Linked DNA regions of Cyprinus carpio: region 2 is linked to region 1. The links are chromatin contacts, called in public Hi-C maps. All regions are on one chromosome and are shown on one strand. Each heading gives the region's core, a stretch centred on a gene start, on an enhancer-like site or on the middle of the called end of the contact. The rest is flanking DNA. Distances are from core to core; before and after follow the strand shown. Region 1 holds the start of LOC109089351 (homeobox protein Hox-B5a). Region 2 overlaps LOC122138032 (a long non-coding RNA gene).

Evidence for each region. A called contact is a pair of places that touch in the nucleus more often than the background predicts.
Region 2: a contact with region 1 is called in a Hi-C map of skeletal muscle, with 5 times the contacts expected there. The contact joins the enhancer-like site here to the promoter of LOC109089351 in region 1. A contact is called at or near these places in 2 of 8 Hi-C or Micro-C datasets (liver and skeletal muscle).

What each region holds. Positions count from the first base shown.
Region 1 is chrA3:29,159,388-29,163,351 of ASM1834038v1, forward strand. LOC109089351 (homeobox protein Hox-B5a) reads left to right here and starts at 1,491. Exons shown (of 2, transcript XM_019111710.2): 1 at 1,491-2,624; 2 at 3,239-3,964. The coding sequence starts at 2,045. The coding sequence ends at 3,486. All of the region lies in intron 1 of LOC109089343 (homeobox protein Hox-B3a-like), which reads left to right. The region is part of intron 3 of LOC122138032 (a long non-coding RNA gene); the gene reads right to left.
Region 2 is chrA3:29,322,048-29,325,821 of ASM1834038v1, forward strand. The region is part of intron 3 of LOC122138032 (a long non-coding RNA gene); the gene reads right to left. Among protein-coding and RNA genes, the nearest start is that of LOC122138032, 62 kb to the right of the region's middle. Within about 2 kb of position 1,409, at least 1 of the 8 cell types and tissues checked has an H3K27ac peak or open chromatin away from gene starts, as enhancers often do. A contact at or near this core is called in skeletal muscle, where this site is marked.

The sequences.
Region 1 (3,964 bases), core at 241-2,740:
ATCTCTCTATCTCTATATCTCTCTCTCTCTATATATATATATATTTGTTATTAAATAAAACAAACAAATCATTCCGTTTGTCATACTGTGCATATGATGACGGCCGATAATATGAAAAGAAGAATCATGTTGTGGTAAAACAGCTGTATGCTATGCTTTCCCTGTATTATTATTATTATTATTATTATTATTATTATTGTTAAGAAAACTAGTTTAAACATTTTCATCGTAGGTGATGTAATGAGAATTCAGCCTTTACTGTAACTTTTGTCTGTACGGCATCGCAATAAACGTGCACCCTTCTGCGTAACTAGTATGAAATTTCAGTATCTGCCGGATAATATGTACATTTATGATTCATTAATGAATGTGCATATGATGTTTTAGTACAGATGGTGGTCACGCGTTCTGCTGATTTCATTAGACAAGGTACAAAGCCCAAAAAAAGTTTGAGTTAGGGATTTGGTTTCGCTTTTTGTACTAAGAGGCCAAACGTTGCCCACTTGGTTCCAAAATACTTCCTACAAAGTGAGAGGTGAGAAGGTTCAGCAGGTTTTAATAGATAACCAAAAGAGAAAGCTGACCTGTCGGGGCTGGTCACTCACCCTGAGAGACTACACAGCCTGGAGGGCTAAGCGACAATAAACCACATTTTTCAGGTGGAGATTCATAATTGCGTCTTCGAAAAAAATTAACCCCAAAATCAGACACATGATTTAGTTTAAAAAAAAAAAAAAAACAATAATGCAGATGTTTTCTGCAGACAAACAACGTCACATTAAATTATATTTACATATGAAAAGCAGAGTTTACATCTGTGCATGTGTTCACAGAACACATTGGATGGACTTCATGCTTCTTGGCAGGCTAGAATAATGTAAATATGTTACTTATTGTTAAATTCTGCATTTTTCCGAGCAAAATAATATTGCTAAAATGTCAGTGTAAATGTTATCTGAGGTATTTCAATGGTCCTTTTCCGGCTTTAACGTAATCAAAAGTGCATGGAAGTTTAGTACAGATTTACATCGTGCACATACATGAAGCAGCAATTGGCGTTTGTCAACAAACCATATATCATCTTGGAACATAAATCACGATCTCACATTCCTTTTATTCACTCCATAGAATTTGCTGTGTGAGGAACACATCTTTGGAACACGTCTAGTAAAAAGTCACATCGCTTCTTGAGTTTGAAAAAATACATCTGGGGTAAGACTAATGATGGAATATTTCGGAAATATAATTTGTTTTAATTTCCCCTCTTTAAACTGGAATTAATATTGTATTTATATATATATATATGTCATGTACTCAATGTCATCATCAGTGCTACATTTTTATTATCATTATTGTAACTTGACATATGGTACGATTTTAAATTACCAGACAGCCGCAGGGTTTCACACTATTACAACCGTTTTAATTTCAATAACTAAATCTAAATATATTCTTAACATGTTTAAAATAGAATCGTTTTATTTCTTTTTTTGTTTTACCCGGAATAATGTGGCAGTTAACTGTATATTAATATTAGCATATCAAGTATGCTACTCCCTATAGATTCTGGGCAATGTTCATGTACGTTAAGGATCAATAAATACACTAAACAATATTAATATCACGACAAACTAAAAAGAAAATCATTTTTATTCCCATTTAAAAGAGAAATAAGTAGCGTTAAGCGCTGAAAATATCTTTCCAGTGTGCAATAAATTTCATTCCCAGTAGGTGACGCTGTCCGCTTACATGCAGCAAATCCCTGCAAAGGGAGGAACACGTTGACTCGAGTCTAACGACTCCCAGTCTCGTCATCATTTGTAACCATAGAGCATGAATTACCTCTTGAAGTCATCAGTGAGAATTTACGACTGGTCAACAAAAGCACGTGATTCTCAAACGCACCCCCACCCCCATATTTGGCCGCATACATAGCAAAAACGAAGTACAGTGCATTGCTATAATTCATTAATACATCATAAATCGTGAAGCACAGCGTTATAACGACCAAGATCTACAAATCAAGCCCTCTAAAACAACCTAAATGAGCTCTTACTTTGTAAACTCGTTCTCAGGGCGCTACCCAAATGGCCCTGACTATCAGTTACTAAATTATGGAACTAGCAGCAGCGCTATGAACGCCTCGTACAGGGACTCCGGCACCATGCATTCAGGCTCTTACGGCTACAACTACAATGGAATGGACCTAAGCGTCAATCGTTCAACCAGCACTGGCCACTTTGGTGCGGTTGGGGACAACTCCCGGGTCTTCCAGTCGCCAGCCCCGGAGACGCGATTCCGGCAGCCGTCAAGCTGTTCGCTCGCGTCTCCGGAGCCGCTGCCTTGTTCCAACAGCGAAAGCCTTGGACCCAAAGGCTCTTCGCCCCCTTCCGACCAAAGCACCACAACTGCGGGTAATAATCTAACCAACAACACACATTTCACAGAAATCGACGAGGCCAGCGCTTCTTCTGAGACCGAGGAGGCGTCGCACAGAGCGAACAACTCTGCACCCCGGACACAACAGAAGCAAGAGACCACGGCAACCTCCACTACCTCTGCGACGTCCGATGGCCAAGCTCCCCAAATATTCCCCTGGATGAGGAAACTACATATTAGCCATGGTACACACGTATTATGTTTACGTCTCTTTGTTCGCTTGCGAATGCGTATTGTGTGCAGTTCTGATTTTAATTCAAGTGTGGCGCCAGTACTAGCCTTTATTTTAGATTTCTGTGAAAGTGCCATAAATCTATCAAGTGTGGAGCCTCGCAAACTGTAGAAGAGAGAATGGGAGCGGGGTGGAAGAGAGGGCAGGAAGGTTCACAACTTGTTGTTTCTGTGAAAAGTTCAGCTTTATGGTGTGTGGGAATGTGATTAGTTTCGTGTTGGAGAACTGGTTCTAAAAAAAAAACCAGGGGATAAAAGTGGGATGGATAGGCTAAACAAGCAGCGGAAAAAATGAATATGTATAATAATTACGAATGTTTGGTGCTGTATTACATCTATAAAATACTAAGTTTTAAGAAGCAAAACGAAACAAAAACAAACGACATGAGCCTACAGTGAGGCGCTGTGCAGTGCACCATTTGGCGATTTCCCTGTACGCATTCAGTTGTAAATCGTGTCACTCATGTGTATCTATAGCAAAAAGTTGTTGGACACTGTTGTTGGAATGATGTGCAGGTCAATTCTCGCTAATCTTTATTCCCCTTTGCGTTTTGTACACATTATTCAGATATGACTGGACCAGACGGCAAAAGGGCCCGAACTGCATATACCCGCTATCAGACGCTAGAGCTGGAAAAAGAGTTCCATTTCAATAGATACCTCACCCGAAGGAGGAGGATAGAGATAGCCCACGCTCTATGCCTCTCAGAGCGTCAAATTAAGATATGGTTCCAAAACCGTCGGATGAAATGGAAAAAGGACAATAAACTGAAGAGCATGAGTCTGGCTACCGCAGGTAGCGCTTTCCAGCCATAGTTGTACCCCAAGTCCTACTACGTGGTTTGCAAAAGAAAATCACGAGGAAAACGAGATGGAAAATAAGTCTCAAAACATTACTTACAGAGTACTGTACATCGCGGCACCTTTCGGCATGTTATGGATGTTTTAGGCATTTTAAAATTCTACTGTGGTACTGCTATTATGAAACGAAAATAAGTGTTCATATGTTGTTCTTTTAATACTATGGTGACTATAATTTTGGCAAGGAAATAAACTGAAGGGGAAAGAAGCTATCAATATACCGCCTGTTGTTCTTGTTATGAATATTGTTTATGTGTCAAGTGCTATGTTAATGCTTTCTCGAGAGTTAGCATGTGAGCTCTTAAATGTTATAACTTATTTACCTATACACGTGTATACCTTTTGAGTTTACAGCTTAGAAACGCATCTGCCCTTGTATGAAGTGAAGCTCTAGTTTAGTGGTGACTGCAGTAAATTTAGCAGAAGCCTCTGT
Region 2 (3,774 bases), core at 159-2,658, 160 kb after region 1:
TTTCAAAGTCACGCAGGATGATAAAAAACAATTTTCCGAAATGATCCTGAATTGTATTTACATATCTTTCTAAATGAGAATTGATTCAAGGTCTGTCTCTTCTGATCAAATATCTGCTAAAAGCAGCAAAATGCTTTTTATTATTCATTATCTGTTTTATTTTCTCAAAACAAGTAAATTCTTGTATATCGGATCAATCGAGTAAGCAGTAGGCATAATTCACAGTTAAAAAATACACATTTATGATAACAAAATTATGTTTAATTTTTCATTAAAAATAGATTTTTAGTTGGGCTTAAAGTAAAAAATATATATGTGCTGTAATTCTAAACAGACTGTATAAAAAGAAAACATAAAAAAACATAACATTCCTAGAGAAAAGTCAGCATAAATAGTTTGACAATCTATTAGTATAATTATTATTTTTCAAAAAATTACCAGTGGATCTTATATATATATATATATATATATATATATATATATATATATATATATATATATATATATATATATATATATATATATATATATATATTAGAAAACGGTTCCCCATCAAATCAAAGTCACTAGAGTAAAGGGAGCCATTTTGTTGTCATGTGACGAAAAAAAAAAAAAAAACAGGGACGACACCTTCAGACCCTCGTGACTTTAAGCAAATATTTTGACCTTTTTGTGAAACTGCACGTTTTGTCCAGATCGAACTAAACAAGTGGCATAAGAAAAAATAATTTTTAAAGGTTTACAACACTAAACGTTTTAAAGAGTTTTTCTTTACTTTACTTTACTTTTCTTTTCTTTTATTCATTTCTTTTCTTTTTGTTTTAAAACAAATAGTCATGTTTTCAAAAAGGTGTTCACTGTCAATATAAAGACTGTTTTTCTAAAAAGCTTGCACTTGTCAACTACGTTATGAAAAATAGGCTACTAAAACGGCATCAGTGGAAATCAAGAACAGTAGCTAACAAATACTGTGCAAAATTAATACAACTATATTTATCAATGCAGTGTTTGTCGATGACTACTTCTCTTTTAACATAAAAAGAGAAAAAAGAAATGAACAGAAAAGTAATTGTACAAAATCAGTAAATGTCCTAAACCTGCTGATCTGAGAGTGTCCAACAAAAACAGAAACGGGGAACCAACCGAAGGCAGGACAGCTGATGTGAAGTCGTGATTTCCGTGAGGAGGGGGGCTCGAGAGGGGCGCTGAGAGACCGCGAATGGGGACTTGATGTCAAGGACTTTTTTCCTCCTTACCGAGAAAGTGAATAACACCCGCTGCCGTCGAGCGACTGCTGAAAAACTTTCTGCGCGCCTCGAGTCTGATGCGCGCGCCCTCCAGCCTTCTGAAAGCGGGTGTAAAAAGAAGAGTGAATGAATCGGTCGCCCTGTACGCGTTCCACCGCAGGAGCAAAGTGCTTTTTTCGTTTGGTAAGTGTGGTCCGTCATCCATACAGCTCGCCTTGAAACGGACATCAACAACTTAAAATCAGCACAAGTCGGTCTGATTCAGCTTTAGCCTACTTTATAATCGGTGAGGTCTGTTTATTCAATACGACGATATAATCCTGTTGGTGAGGGAGATCATTTATGAGTAGCAATGTGTAGTTTGTTTCTTGACACAGGAAATCTTTGCTGATCCTCTCTCATTTAAGGTTTGGGTTTTATGGCCTGCTGATTAGTGAAGCCCATGTGTCCTCAAATTATGTCTCATAAGTCATAATTAATATTGCTACAAATCTACACATTGCATTATGAATTATGGAAGGCTGCTTTTTACTCATTTACGTTTTTAATTTTATATGTATTCAGATTTTACTCTTTAACTTTCACCACTGATGTCAGTTAATATGAGACAACAAAAGTCAAAAATATTTCCCTATCTGTAGAATTTTTTTTTTTTAATTTTTTTTTTAAGTCAGTTAATTCATGTAAAAGATACTTAATTTCATTATGTAAATATTTTTTGTGTTTTGGCCTCATACATACAGACTCATTCAAATGATATGGTTTCACAATGTTTTTAATAAATTAAAATAATAATAAAATTATTAAAATAAATTAATTAATAAATAACAATAACAACAACATGATATTAAAAGTGGAAATTAAAATTAAAATTGTTTCCCCAAAAAGTATGTGTTACTATAGTAATTTACTTGTGTTATAACCTACTCAGCTTGTAATTCTTTTTTTACTCTTTTTGTGTAAAGTTTAAAGAAGACAAAGTAATCAAAGACGCCGACCATCGTTTTAAAACACATCTCTCTTTAATGTTTATATATAAACATCTCTGTAAGTCACCGTGTATGGTGCTTGTTCTTTCACAAGTTCAATAATGCAGAACTCAAACAGTCTTGTGATTTATAATGTTGACAATGAAAAAGAAAGCTGAATTTCAGGTATCCTCCGACTCCAGGCAGGTATGGGCAAGTGATAGATCTTTTTCCTCCAACTTAACTGGTATTAGCAACATCAATGAACGGTAAAATATTCTGCCGACAAAGACTACATTCCCTTTGTATAAACCAAATGTTACTGAAAAGCCTCCTAAAAGCTAATAAATGCTCCTATTCCACAAAGAACTGAGTCTTCTTTGAGATCTGAGATTACCTTTGGCTTAATTTCTGGGGTACAACTTTCTCGAGCCAGCTGAAAGCCGAAATGAATCAAAGATATATGGCCTGCTCCCTTTTGTGAAGTGTTTGGAAAGCTTCAGCCCGTGTGACTCGGACTACAGTGTGCTGATATTCAGACAGCCGTGGACATTCAGTGCACATTGCTTCTCTGAATGGCATTAGAGCTGATAAGAGCTCGGCTCAATGATTGACAGTATTTTACTGGGTTAGCTTGATGCATGGTACCACGGAGAGCAACAATCTTCAACTGAGAACACATTTAAGGTATGGATGGCCCATTAGGGTGGATTCTCACTAATGTAAACACATATTCCAGACCTCAGGAACAGACAGTGCTGCAAATGTGTATCATGCACAAGAGAGTGTTCACTAGACGATATACAGTATATCCACGTTTTTCACTTTTTCGTACTTAACCGTTTGTGTTAACGCACAAATAAATTAATACTATATATTTTTTTATATCTACATACACACATTTATATGAGATATGATACATAATAATATCATAATAAAAGTTTAGAATTTATGATGAATAATATATGGATTTTCTATTTTATAATCATATATTATTTATACATTTATAAAAACAAATAGTAATATCCAAATGTATAAATAATAGGCTATAAATATGATCATATGATTTTATGACATTTATCATTCATATTATTTATAATTTTAAATACATACAGATATAATGTATTTATCATATTTATGTGATTTATAAAACTTAATATAAATATCTAAAATGTATAAATAATATAAATATGATCATAAATGGTATATATATGGCATATATATCATTAAATCACATCTTTATCATAATCATGTACTATATATATATATGTGTGTGTGTGTGTGTGTGTGTGTGTGTGTGTTCTAGTCATATTTATACATTATAAAATAGAAATATGTAAATAAACATAATATGTGCATATGCGTCCACACACACATATATGTGTGTGTGTATATATATGTGTGTGTACAGTTTATCATACAATCATATTTTTCATCATACTCATTATTTATGATAGTGTACGTACCATATATACTTTAGTTCTGGAAACGTGGCACATTTGCATTTATACATGTTTTTCCAGCTAGTTGTTTTGACTGCAATTATTTGTTTATATTTC